2 separate regions of the Zea mays genome follow, and region 2 is linked to region 1. The links are chromatin contacts, called in public Hi-C maps. All regions are on one chromosome and are shown on one strand. Each heading gives the region's core, a stretch centred on a gene start, on an enhancer-like site or on the middle of the called end of the contact. The rest is flanking DNA. Distances are from core to core; before and after follow the strand shown. Region 1 holds the start of LOC100272617. Region 2 holds the start of LOC100281048 (glucose-6-phosphate/phosphate translocator 2).

Evidence for each region. A called contact is a pair of places that touch in the nucleus more often than the background predicts.
Region 2: a contact with region 1 is called in a Hi-C map of tassel, with 4 times the contacts expected there. The contact joins the promoter of LOC100281048 here to the promoter of LOC100272617 in region 1. A contact is called at or near these places in 3 of 25 Hi-C or Micro-C datasets (endosperm, leaf and tassel).

What each region holds. Positions count from the first base shown.
Region 1 is chr7:162,626,040-162,633,452 of Zm-B73-REFERENCE-NAM-5.0, forward strand. It overlaps LOC100272617, which reads right to left and starts at 1,376. Exons shown (of 18, transcript NM_001359664.1): 1 at 557-1,376. The coding sequence starts at 1,138.
Region 2 is chr7:162,810,474-162,817,281 of Zm-B73-REFERENCE-NAM-5.0, forward strand. It overlaps LOC100281048 (glucose-6-phosphate/phosphate translocator 2), which reads right to left and starts at 5,072. Exons shown (of 5, transcript NM_001367337.1): 1 at 4,442-5,072; 2 at 4,116-4,341; 3 at 3,601-3,823; 4 at 3,030-3,243; 5 at 2,655-2,947. The coding sequence starts at 4,942. The coding sequence ends at 2,936. It overlaps LOC103633242 (60S ribosomal protein L36a), which reads left to right. Exons shown (of 4, transcript NM_001324190.1): 4 at 1-334. The coding sequence ends at 42.

The DNA.
Region 1 (7,413 bases), core at 126-2,625:
ACTAAGCAAAAAAAGATGACACTGGTTCGAAGTACATATTCGTTATACACTCACACGAGATCCAATCTGATGTAATCTCTACACGGGCAGCAAAGGGAAGGCCACCGCCATCATTTTTATTGATTTCGCTCACATGACGTTACCTCTCAATCCCAAAAGTATAATCTTACAACTCTAAGACTATCTTCAGCAGCTTATCCATACACATATTCAAACTTCAATCTACAAACAGTAAGTCTACAGTGCAGAATGCTTATAGGTAAACTTTGGATGAACTGCTGTAGTCAGACTAACATACAGCCATAGGGCATGTACAGCCATAGGGCTCAGTTTTTCAAGTATAAGAGACAACTAAGAGACTATATGATACAATACTGAGCCTCTAAATAATAAATACAATCGAGACACGATATGTATATAGTCATGTACTTTGGGTTGTACAGGCCCTTACAACTCTTACATAGATTGTGAGTCAATCTAGTGCGCATAGAAATGACAGCTGGTGGGAATAATTTTCCGCTTGGATGAGAGGCAATGTAGTGAAGGACGAACTTACCGACATTCCGCAGTTGCAGAGGCTGAGCATGGCGACGGGCCGCCAGTGATCAGCGAGCACTGGCACGCCCGCGGCGGCTGTGGGGCCATCCACGGCAGGCGCGGGCGCGAGGTTGGATCTGATGAGGCGCGCGAGCACCCCCGCGCCATCGCCGCTGCCCAGCGCGGATCCGGGAGCCCGCGACACGCGCACGGACCGCAGTGCCTCCCGCCTCCTGACCACACGCATCTCGATCTGCACCACTTCCTCCTCCCCGTCGTCTCTCGGGATCAGGTCGACGGAGACGGCGTCGTGGGGCGGGGGCAGCGCGACCATGAGCTGGGACTGGAGGCGGAGCGCGACCTGATCCTCGTCGTCCCCCGCCGACCATTCGAGCTCGATGCGGAAGCCGACGTCGCCGTTGCGGGTGGCGGTGGGCGAGGAGGAGGATACCGGGGTCGACGATGCCGAGGCGGAAGGGGAAGAGGACGCCGGAGGGGACGGGGACGAGGGCTGATGGTCGTCGTTGTCGTCGTAGTCCCCATAGTCGAGCGTGAGGTGGAAGATCTCGGAGCTGCGTTTCCAGCCGAGGCCCCACGACATGGCGGCCGAGCCCTCCGCATCAAATTGTGGATGCGGAGGGCAGGGCTACGGCTCGGATGCCGGAGAAGGGAGCGGTGCGAGGACAGTGACGTCTAGACGAGAGCTCGAGACGAGGAAGAAACCGAGGGAGGGCGCCCCGGAGTAGGGAGCGACGATGGAACGAACGGAGGGAAGAAGGGAGGCGTTTGCGTTTGCGCCTGCGCTTGTTTGGTTCGTTTGGTTTTCTCTCTGTGGAATTTCTGGGTTTATTTGGTCTTTTCGTTGTGGGTTTTACGAGCTTCCAAAATCTACGACGTACAGTCGGGTGATCGGGTCCTCCAGTCAGCTGTCAGCGTATACTGCCCGAAATGTGGGTTTCGCTATGGTCACGACGGCAGGACGCGATGTGTTGTTGATGTGGGGCCAGGAACAACTCCAATTGTCTAAACAACAAATAATTTTTAAATTTAAGAAGTGAACATAAAAATGTTCCTCCAATAGTTCCCTAAATTTAGGTATTTGTTATCAACCTTATTTACTATTTAAGTTTGGCAACCAGACAGTAACTCATTAAACATAGTTGACGTTGATTTCTTCATACCTACATGCTCATTTTTTTCATTTTCTTGCATAGCAAGGTAGCTAGGTCACGTGTGCTTTTTCCCCTTTCCCATGCAACGAGACAGCTAGGTATGACGCACGTGACACAAGCTTTTTCTTCACCATTAAACCACCACCACCCAAAGGCCGTGTTGTCAGACCAATGCTCCCCCACAAGTCGTGTCGTCCGGCTTTATCCTCTGACTTCAATGTCCTATGTTCTCGACTCTGTTGCCAGCCAGGTTCGACGAGAGCATGCATGCTAGAATTAGATCAAAATTAAATTATTCCCTAAATATTAGGAATCGTTGAACATCAAACTATTTTTTCTCTCGATAGTTATTTAGCAACTTGCTAAATATGAGTTTAGAAAGTTTTTTAAAAGAATTGTTGGAGTTGCTCTAAGCCACTATCATGGAAGTTTCATTCTTATTAAGGGCTCATTCGGTTTCCACGAATCCCTTGTCTAAAACGATTCCTAGCTGGATTGCGTGACTAATTTATATAAGTTTTGATCAATCAAAATGATTCCTGAATGAATTTGGCTCAAACAAACGAGCCTAAATGGCATATTATCTAAATAAACAGAATGACATGGTATGCAAATTAATGAAGAAAAATGAAGTTTTATGGGAGATGAGAGAGTTTCATGGGAATGAAACTCTAGAGTCCTTGTTTCCTACACAAATATTGATATGGCAGTCTAAAAAACAGTGTGATAAAAATATTCATTGAGAGTGGCCTAAGTAGATATGGCAATGGATACCAAAAACCCGAATACCCGATATAAAGTCGAGTATGGAATGTTTTTTTTTACCCGTTAGTATGTTAATAGTTAAGAACATCTACCTTGTCAAGTAGACGGGTACAAGTATGGATAGGTACTACTAATACTCGTGTACTGGTGGTCGTGGATAAAATATACTAGCACCATATCATTATCACTATTTAATTAAAGCCCAACTTAGCTAAAATAAAAATCTTCGAGTTACATTATCATATGTTTATGTTTTGTGATATTTTAAACTAAACTTTTTTATGTGTTTGTTTGATATTTTTGAGTGATTTATGTATTTGAATTTTAGACTTTTCTAGTGGATACAGGTAATCCGATGGGTAAATTACTCGTGCGGGTACGAGTATAGCCCATATAGGTAAAAAACGCGCAAGTTAGTATGGGTAACCGATGAGTAAACATTTTTAATGGGTACAGATATAGAATCATATTACCCGACGAATATATACTCGTTACCATCTCTAGACCAAAGGCCGAATCCAACTATTCCCCCTCTCAAATCCCACTATTCGTACTTTCTATTAATATTTAAATACCTCCCCTTTTCCTATATTTCTCCTTGTGTCCAACAATTCCCCATATTCGACTCCCTTTATACACTTTAACTTAGATATTTGACTTTTTTACATCAATTCTTAGAGTTTTAAAAAGTACTACATTATTTGTAATATTTTAATATAGTTGTTAGCAGTTAATTAAACTTGAAAATGTTTAATTTTGTAGTTAAAAAACATTGGTTATTGCAACAAGGAGATTAGAGTTCCCTGTGTAGAGGAGGATTTCCTTTTCTATCCTTGTTGAGGGGCAATGGAGGAGGGACAGATGAAGGGACTCGATGGACACATGTACACGTAACATAGGTCCGGTTTGTTTTAGCTTTTTTACAGCTTCTGGACACCAAAAGCTGTTGCGGACTACCAAACGCTTAGTTTTTCAATCAACTTATATAAAATCGATTTGTTAAAAACCATCCAAAATCAGCATAAACACATAATTCGTCGAATCATTGCAATAGTAGGAATATGTCACTCTCTATATCCTAAACTTTATGGATAACTTCATCTTCCTCCGCACGTAATCTCAATGATACTTAGATTCTCTCCACATCCAAATTCTTCACATAACCAGATTCTCAGAAAAGCTGATCAGAAAAAGCTAAACCGAACAGGCCCATAGAGGAGTAACAGACAACGAAACTGTTGAAGGCCATCTAAGCACAATCTTTCTTTCCTTTACTATATTAAAATACCGGTTTCGACGGTCGTCCTATGTCATTATTTTTAAAAATCCCTTCAATTTTTTTGAATCATCCCAAACTCCTTAGGCCTTGTTCGTTTACGTCGAATTGCACCCAGAATCGTTCCAACTAATCAAAGTTTATATAAATTAGAGAAGCAATCCGATTAGAAATCTTCCGACCCACCAATACGGCACAAACGAATAAGGCCTTACCCGCATACCCATGTCCCATCCCGACTGGCCTCTCCTCTCCTCATCCCCGTTCTCGACGATCGATGGCCACGATGACAGCAGAGACGACGGTTGAGGGCCGCAACCCTCCTCCGCGCCCTTCGCGCGTGCGCAATAAAGCGAGCGAAATCATCGTCGTGTTCCTCGGCTTCGCGTGTGCGCACCCTGGCAAATATTTGAATAAGGTAGCCGCATACCCCCGCGTCCCATCCTAGCTCGTCTCTCCTCTTCTCGCCCCTACTCTCGACGGTCGATGGCCACGACGGTGGCGGAGAAGACGATTGTGGGAAGTGGAAAAGCAAGCGAATCACGTGGTGGAGGGCAAAGGCTAGTGAAATGACGAAGCTGCTGTGGTGGTGCACCAATGCGTCGGAGCTGGTGATCATGACGACGATAGGAGTGTGGCAGGTCGTGCTCGCCGCAGGTGGCATGAGCCTTCTTCATTTGCTCGTTTTGTGAAGTATTTGATTTGAGGTCAAAGTAAAATGAGCCATCTTCCTCTGTTCAGTTAGACCTGCCTGCTCAGCCACGAGTATTTTTGATGCAACAACACTACGACCATGAATTAATATTAATGGTGTTGCGGAGGTAAACTAAGAGAGTCATACACTCTAAGTTCAGGATCAAAAGTATTTGTTAATTTTTGCACAAACGAGCACACAGGGGGGAAACATAATTTGCTGATACATGGTTCTGTTCTCGTCATTAGCTTTTGCAGATAGTGTTTAGTGACAAATTATTAATAATACAAAGGTGTGACTGAGAAGCGCTCGTTTGAATGAAATCTTTCATTCTGATCCCTGAAGGAAATGGTCCTGGTGTAGTATGGGATGATTTTGGACATATTATAACAGAAAAGGAACAGTCACATCTAAGATAAATGATAATTTAAGGAACAGTCACATCTGATATTTTTTAGTAATATGTCCAAAATCATCCCATACTACACCAGTTAATTCAGTTTGGAAAACTATGTTGCATGGATGTTTTTCAGTCGCGTTACCAACTTCGCACTGCAACGTTATCTAAATGATGCCTTGAGAGATATTTATGAATAGCCATCACTATTTAAGATGTGGCATATGCAGGCAAGTGGTATTAACGGGTGTTTAAATGCACTAGAGCTAATAATCATTAGCTAAAATTATGTGAAGACATTCAAACACTCTATCTAATAGTTCAGCTATTAGCTATTTTTAGTAAATTAGTTAATACTCCCTCCGTCTTAGTATATAAGTTCAAAGACCAAGAAATGCATTTAATTCTCTCTATAGCGTTGTCTTATATTGTGGGATAAGAACAAAAAATGACTACGCCTTAAATTCTGGGACGTATGGAGTAGTTAGCTAGGTATTTGTTAGCTAGCTAATTTCACTAGCAACTTTTTAGCCAATTAACTATTAGCTCTAGTACATTCAAACACCACTTAAACCTTTTCAATAATGACATTGACCTTCTGAAATACCTTCTGGTTTATCCTGTTAGTGTCGACCTTAGCTATAATTATTATTTTTTGCAGAACTGGCGGTGCAAAGAATATCTATCACTGTGACAGATGTGGTATGGTTGTTTCCAGCTAAGTATTCTGTTCATTTTGTCGATCAAGAATTAATCATATTCTTCTGATGGTTTTAGGACGGATATTCATGGATCTGATGCTTTTACTTTAGGATTTCTTGCTTTCGAATCTGATTCTGTATAGCATGTCAGCCCTTGCGTTGAAGGACTGCAGCACGGCGTCTCTGGCCTTACGCGCCAGCCCAAGCCTTGCGCGCGAGCGCACCACCGCCACCATCGGAGAAGAAGGGCCTACCCACTTGTAGAGAAAAATTATGAATTCTATAATGTTTCATGGCCATATGAATCTTTAAAATTCTACTTGCTGACTCAAATGTCATTCCATGCTATTAAACCAACAGTGTCGATTGGCACATCCGGGGCAAACTTTCACAAAAGACGTTGAAGCGACCTCCTCATTTAACGAGGTAGCTTCCACTAAACGACATCTTTTGCATTCTTGTCAGCAAGTAGTCGTTGGCATTCACTACAGGGCAGCTTAAACAAAGCTTTGTCAGTAAATAGAACTACGTCTTCATATCAGGCAAAGGAGGACGCAAGGCGAAATTAAACTGATTGATGAACGTATGTGAATATTTAGATGTTGGAATCATCATGTTCCGTTCAGGTTGGATCACACGCATCCAAAGCTCTCAACAATGCATTGGTTGTCTGTCTTCAGGATCCAATGCGTCAACTGCATCCTGATTTTATTTTTTTTTATTTCTGCTTGTACAGTTTTTTTTGGCATCCTTAATTTTAGCAGTTCCTTGAACAGTCAGCACAAACTGGCAAATCAAGGTCCAATGTAATGTAGGATTCAAACCGTACGACAACAATGTAAAATGATGCTTTCTAATAGCAGATAATTGATTGTTAAAACAAAAAAAATTGTGAGATATTGAGATCGATGATAATATATTTGTTTCGTTTTCATGTAATCATTATATACTAATATTTTATCAAATAATTTGTATATCATTGTAACACACGGGTATTGTGCTAGTATTTATTTAAAATAGTAGCGTATGATCGTGTATTGCAGTTACAGCCTTGTAAGTAGCGGGAACAAACCCAAAATTCTATGTAGGGTGAACTGCCACATACGGAATGAAAACATGATGGAAAAATGTTGTATCAATCGACGTCGTATGTCGTAATAACTGTCCATATACAGTATTGTCGGGGACCATAATTAGGGGTACCCTCAAGTCTTCTAATTCTCAGCTGGTAACCCTAATCAGCATAAAGCTGCAAAGGCCTAATGGGTGCGATTAAGTCAGGGATCGGTCCATTCGAGGGACTCGATCACACCTCGCCCGAGCCTAGCCTCGGACAAGGGCAGCCGACCCCGGAGGATCTCCGTCTCGCCCGAGGCCCCCCTCCAGCGACGAACATACTTCCGGCTCGCCCAAGGCCCTGTCTTCGCCAAGAAGCAACCCTGACCAAATCGCCGCGCCAACCGACCAGATCGCAGGAGCATTTAATGCAAAGGTGGCCTGACACCTTTATCCTGACACGCGTCCTCCAGTCGACAGAGCCGAAGTGACCGCAGTCACTTCGCCGCTCCACTGACCGGCCTGACAGAAGGACAGCGCCGCCTGCGCCGCTCCGACTGCTGTGCCGCTCGACAGAGTGAGGCTGACAGGCAGTCAGGCCCGACCTCAGGCACCATAGGAAGCTCCGCTTCGCCCGACCCAGGGCTCGGACTCGGGCTCAGCCCCGGAAGACGGCGAACTCCGCTCCGCCCGACCCAGGGCTCGGACTTGGGCTCAGCCCCGGAAGACGGCGAACTCCGCTCCGCCCGACCCAGGGCTCGGACTCGGGCTCAGCCCCGGAAGACGGCGAACTCCGCTCTGCCCGACCCAGGGCT
Region 2 (6,808 bases), core at 3,822-6,321, 190 kb after region 1:
ATTGGTGGAGACAAGAAGGGCAAGGGAACATCTCTCTTCTAAGTTTCTCATCGCCCATCTCGATGTTGGATCGAACCTGTGGGTCTACTACTGTTCTAAAAACTCGTCAAATTTCAATGTTACTAGTAGTTCTGAAAGCAGGTCATGCTGTGTATCAAATTCCAATGCCTGACATTTGCGCTGAGTGTGGGTTGTCTTTTGGCTAAATGAAGTTTTGCACCCTGAATCTTCATTGAATGTGTTGTGTGTTTGTTTGATTTTGTTCTGCGATTGCCTTAGTCTAAAGCTTGATCACACCGAGGATGGTTTATGTAATGTAACTGGCTGAATGGAATCCCACAGTTCGCTCACTGAATTGTTGGAGATGATATTGCATATGAAATAAATCCATCGATTTTGTAAGGTCCTGACCCATCTACAGCACAGCACAGCCACGGGACTCTGCAATGCAACTATGCAAGTAGAGAAAGATGTGCAGCTCAGACACCGTCATTCAGCTTACAACCAGCCAGATTTCTTCGGGCCTTCTGGAAACCCTAAACTTTACAACTAAGATATTTGAACAGCTCAAAGTGTTTGAGAGGTGAAACACCGAATGACTAAGAGCATCTCCAATAACAAGTCCTATATTTTAGTCTTTAAAATTGAAATAGGACCTCATTTAAAATATTTAATGCCATAAAAACGTTTGAAGCTCCAATAGTTAAGTCATATATTAGTAAATAGATCATGTTATTTAGGAAATAAGTTGTTAGGAATAGTGTACGAGGATATGGCTCCGGTATACAAGGGTATTACATTTAGGATCCAAGAGACGGATTTAGGATCCAAGAGACGGAGCTTTATAATCGTTTGAATTTTTGTAAAATAGAGCCTATGTTGAACTATGTTTTTGCTGTTATATTTTAAAGAGATGCTCTAACACATTACGCCGCAGATCAAATACGAGATCTATATTAAATAAAAAAAGGTAGACGTTGTTCAAGTACCTCCGCAAATTCAGATTTTTCATATGGCAGCCTTTTTTACTCGTTTATCAGTTACCAGTGCCTCCCGCCTGCTAAAAGCAAAGCAATTAAAATGATAAGTTATTTTGCTGCGCTTTTGCTACATCTGTTTGGTTTCTGTCGCCTCTTTCTACCAGTATAAACTTCGTCATGTTTCAGAAAATACCCATCATGTGATAATTTATTTGTCCTCGTATTATGATGTTAGAGTTCAACCTTTTATCTACTCTGGTTCAACTGGACAGCTCAGGCTCCTTTAGAACACAGGATTAGAATGCCTATGTTATTTGAAATCATACTGGAATTTATAACATAGGAAAGTCATAAAACATGTGCTTGGATATTGTGCAGAAAAAAAACATAGGAATAAAAAACATAGGAATCTCATAGTTATTTTCCTCCAAAAATTGCTATGGACATCATTTCATAGAAATTTTAAAGAAATCGATAAGATTCAATCCTTTGTTCCAAAGACTTTGTAGGAAAACTTTTTGTTGGAATTGAATCCTCTAATTTCTTTGTTTTTCATCCTCTCCAAAAAGAGGCTTAAAACTAAAAGGGATAGAAATATGCTCTCTCAGTTCACACCGACGCTGCTAGGAACTGAGCTCACAAAAGATACGGAATTCCGCCTACTCTGACTCTGCGCAGGATCAAGATACAGGAACACCAGGGCATGGATGTACACCTGCTCCACATGCCAAGGGCCATGGCTCTGCCATCTTAGCCAAAAATTTGAAATGCCCTAGCTGATCCTCCAGGTGAGAAGTCTAGGACATCGGATGATAAACGCCCTACAGCCTACTCAGAGCTCACAGAATGCAGGATACGTGCAGACCAGAAAGCTCGCAATGCTGTAGTATAACTGTTTTTTTTTTGCCATGGATACAATACAAATCCCAGCCACTTCGGTGCTTTTTTATATTTTTTTATTAAAAAAACGAAGACAGAGTTGTATTGTTGACCTTTCAAGTCGAGTAGAGCTGTTCCGAAACACGACTGTTCCTTGCTCTGAACTCTGAATCTGGTCTGGACAACGATACTTTGGCCTGCTCACTTCGTTTGTCGTTCTTCAGATCACTCGGTACGTTTTGTTTTTGGCATTAGGGTGCTGGGTCGCTTCGTCAGACGCGGCGGGAATGTTTAGTTTTTAAGACTCAGATATTTTTGAGCCACAACCGCGAGCAGGAGCAGCTGACACCAAAAGCGTTGCTGTCTTGACACGATCATCTGAAAAAGCGCGAAAGATACATCTGAGTTGGAGTCCAGAGTGTGACGGGCCGGCCCTTAGAGCACCATAAGGTTGAGGTTGTTCATTGGATCAGGAGCAGGGGTATCTGCCTCCTGCGAGACGGTGTTACACGGACGGCCATAAAAGTCTGCCAAGGGGCACAACAAGACGATGAGCTACGCTCCAACGCTGAATCCGTCGCAAAGATCTCAGTGTGCAAATTGCACAGCGCTTCCCGCCATGGCCATGCATGCTGTACCTGTCACCGCTCACCTCACCAGCAAGAGAACAAGATGGCCTAACCGACCTTGTCAAACATGGAATGGCTGCCCGATGCATTCTGAGCCACGCATTGCTTTTCTGGACCGCACGCAGGCAGGATCCGGAGGCAACAAAAGCACAGAGACAAAACAAGATCCGGTACCTTTTTTTTTATTTAGATGGATCCATCTCTCTCTCTCTCTCTACGCCATCATAGTCATAGTGAAAACACGACGACGAAATGATCTAGTAATAAGCTAGTCCTAGGAAAAAAGAAAATACGAAAAAAAGAAGAGAGGATCTAGTAATAATACTATTATACAAGCTAGGTAGATATCCTCAAAAGTTATATAATCTGTTATATCTTCGAGCGCCGAGCTGATTCGGCGGTGAACTGAACTGAGGCCTGAGAGCCAGACGCGCGCGCCAAGGGCGGCTACTGCTTGGCCTGGAACGTCCAACGGTTTCGTCAGAACTCAGCGTTTGTGATATCAAAATTCGAAACAAGCCGTGTGGAGTGGAGCTATTACCTGGGAGTAGATGAAGGTTCCGAGGATGGCGATGGCGGCCCCGAGCGCGTTGATGGGCTGGACGGGCGTCTGGAAGATGATGATGGACGCGACGATGACGGAGATGCGCTTCATGGTGTTGCCGATGGAGAAGGTGAGGGGCGAGATCTCGTCCAGGGACATGTAGGACACCTGGTTGTACAGGTGGTAGAACACGCTCTGCGCCGCCACCCACCTGCGCCCACGCACACGCACAGAGGAAGCCTTTAATTTAGCCACACGAACCCAGCTCTGGATTGATTATCACGGAAATATCGAAACGGTAATCGATTCTGCTCCTGCGAGACGACCAGACTATTGCAGACCATACAATTCATATCATATCATATCTCGGTACCATGCTCTGTCCCTACACACGCAACTGCTCTTTTCGGGAGGCAATGCTAGATACTTTTGACACAGATCAGTGAGCAGACCGTGTTTAAGAATGATCCGAGGCCTGGAAATTCCGGGTAATGAACACACGAAATCTTAAACAGCTAGCATGGCAGCCAGCATGTGAGTGGTCCAAGGAGCTAGCATGTGAGCTTACCAGACGAAGTTGGGACCGATCTCGGCGACTGCTGTCTGCCAGCCCGCTGCCCACACCTTGGGCCCCTCCATGGCGACGGCGAAGGGCAGGAGGATCACCAGCGACATGATGGAGAGGCAGGCGTAGTAGTTCATCCCGCTCACGGACTTGCCCTTCATCCCCTTCTTGGAGAAGATGGTCCGGACGACGAATGCCAGGTTGGAGATCATTGCCCCCATGAATCCTGCGGTGGGTTACAACAACACAGGTTCAGTCACCCTTCTTCTGAATATGCTGTTCAGAGTGACTGACAAAGTTTGGGATTTCGACTGCTACAAGTACAAGGTGTCAAGATCTGGCACAGAATTAGTATTTTTTTTTTAAAAAAACTTGATTATTGGGCGTTAAAAAATCAGTATTCACAAACTATCTGTGGAAACCGGCGTGAAAACTATCTCTGGGATATTTCTCATGTGTCATCAGCATAAGTATCTCCGAGATATGATTCAGGAACTGGCGATTTCAATGTCACTCACCAACCATGTTGAAGTTGAGCTCGGTGACGGCGGCGAGCGCGCATCCGCCGATGATGGGGAGGAGGGAGAAGTAGACCGGCGCCGGGAAGTGCTCGCCGAGGAAGAACCTGGAGACGAGCACGCTGAATGCCGGCTCCCCGCTCTTGATGATGTGCGTGAACGACACGGCCACCTTGGCCATGCTCACCGTCGCCGCCACGTGCCCGATCGTGTGCGCGATCGCAACCTGAGAACGAGACGATTCGCATCAGCACCACACCGAGACAGAGCCGCATCTAGAAGAAGAGATCTTTAGGGAGGAATTAATCGGCGCCGATGATACTCACGGGAGTCAGCGCCTTCCAGAAATCGAGGTCCGTCTGGGGCGCCTCGGCGATCCTGGTGGCCCAGGACGCGAGCATGATGGCGGAGCCGGCGGCGAGGGAGAGCGTCGACGTGAGCCACGGGTACGGGAACGCGTTGAGGACCTTCTTGTTGTAGATGTTGAAGATAACGTTCAGCGCCCACCACGTGGCGAAGTAGACCCCGATCTTGGCGCGCCGACCCGTCTCCGCCGGCGCGGCGACCTCCAGCGGCCGGGCGCCGTCAGCGGTGGCGGACGGCGGCGCGGGGGACGTGGCGCGTTCGTTGCGCCCAGCCGCCGCCACCGCCACGGATGCCAGGACATGCTCCTGACGGTACAGCGGGCGCGCGGAGACGGAGAGGGAGAGCGGCCTGAGGCCGGCGGCGGCGGGGAGGGGAGGGAGGTGGAGCGGCTTGAAGGCCGCCTTGCAGGTGGCCGCGGCCGCGGCGGTGGAGGGCTTGACGGTGGCGGCGGAGGCCAGCATTGTGAAAGAGGGAAGGGTGGCTGGGAATTGGGATAGGTTGGCGAGTTCTTGGGGTCTCGTCGGAGAACAGCATGCACCTGCAGCTGCGGAGAGGCTGTACCGTGCGTGTGGTCTGTGGTGTGTGGACGTGTGGTTATCTCTTCTCTGATGGGAATGGGAATGGCGGGGTACAAGTACAAGGTATTTATAGGGAGCGCGAAGTAGAAGGAAGGCGATTTGGCACTTTGGATCTGTAAAGCTTTTTTTAATATTTACATTTACCCATGAGGATTTTATGGTTTCAAGTGTTTTCCGTTTTTTTAATTTCGATGCTTCACTTTTATTATTATTTGTTGTTCATTTATTACACTCCCTTGAGTTATATATAAGCATATTTATTTTCTTACCATGCTTCATGTGTCCAGTGACAGACCCAGAAATCTTGGAAAGCCTAAAGAAAGATAATATTTATACTATAAATATATAGTTTTGTCTAATTTTTACCTACAATTAGCTATATTTTACTGCTTGTTGCATGTATATAGATGTATAGGTATTTTTTCCCACATGAGTGGTTATCTCAAATTTCTGATTCTATATAATTTAATACCAGTGTAGATAGAACAGGAATAGCTACATTGGCACCCATGGTATCATATATAGGCAAAGCACCATATGATTTGGCTCAATTAGGGAATAACCACAAAGTCTTAGTGCAAAGTATGCGAGCTATATGTCATTTAGTTTCATGGCAAAATATACCTTCGCCTAGGTACGGAATGTTGTAACGTCTATATACCTATTTAATACTCCCTCCGTTTCTTTTTATTTGTCGCTGGATAGTGCAATTTTACACTATCCAGCGACAAATAAAAAGAAACGGAGGGAGTATTAACATATGGTAAGACGGTAGTGGAATGGTTTTTTTATGTACTCCAAGGGAAGTAATTTGAAACTCAAATATCATTCAGTCGATTAGTCCGACCTGCGCAGAAACGTTTCGCATTTTGTACGTACGTGCTGCTGCAACAACACACTCCGTAGAAAATTGGTCGACACATTTTTCACGTTTCACAAAAAAAAAATGAGAGACGACTGCTACTTTTTTGTTCGCTTGTTTGTGATGACAAGTCTGAACGCAGATCACTGAGAATTGTGCTTCTATAGTCGTACTGTACGTCCGGTCACCCATAGAGACACTTTCACATGGCTGCAGCCTGCAAGAATTGCAAGTTGTACTGTAGCTCTAAGTTTTTTTCCCCCTCAATTCTGGATATGTGCTAGACTGCATACATGAGCCGTTTGAAGAAGAAAAAAAATAACGTAGATTTGCAAAGGAAGATGACAATGGCTGCAAGAGTACAAAGCTCCCTTCCCTCCTATACGTCCTACCGCTTGAACCTGGACGGCCCTCGCGTGCCGCGGCCTGCGGGTCAGACCTGGCAACAGCGATCCACGCCGGCGCCCGGCCGGCAGTGGCCACAAAAAACCTGGCACGGGTCGGGAACTCGTGACGACGGAGAGACGAGATCAAAACGCGCAGTAAACCGTTCTCTTCTCACCGCCGGCAAGAGAGAGGCAAAGCTTTGGCCGGCGACCGAACGGACGACGCGCGCTTGCCCCCGTGTCCCCGTCGTCAGCCCCACTCGACGCGGGCCCTCCCCTGTCGCCTCGCCTGCCTCCTGCTCCCTCGTGAGTCGTGACCGTCGATCGGCTCTCGCCCACCCCCACACCCCAACCGGCGCGATTCTCGTTTCACGGCTGAGGGCGCCCACGGCCCCGCAGGCGCAGCGCTCTGCCGTGCCCACCGTCCGTGCGATCCGCGGGCACGTGCGCGGGCCAGACGCCTGCGCCGGTTGTTCGGTTCCGGCGAGATTTTTGCATGCC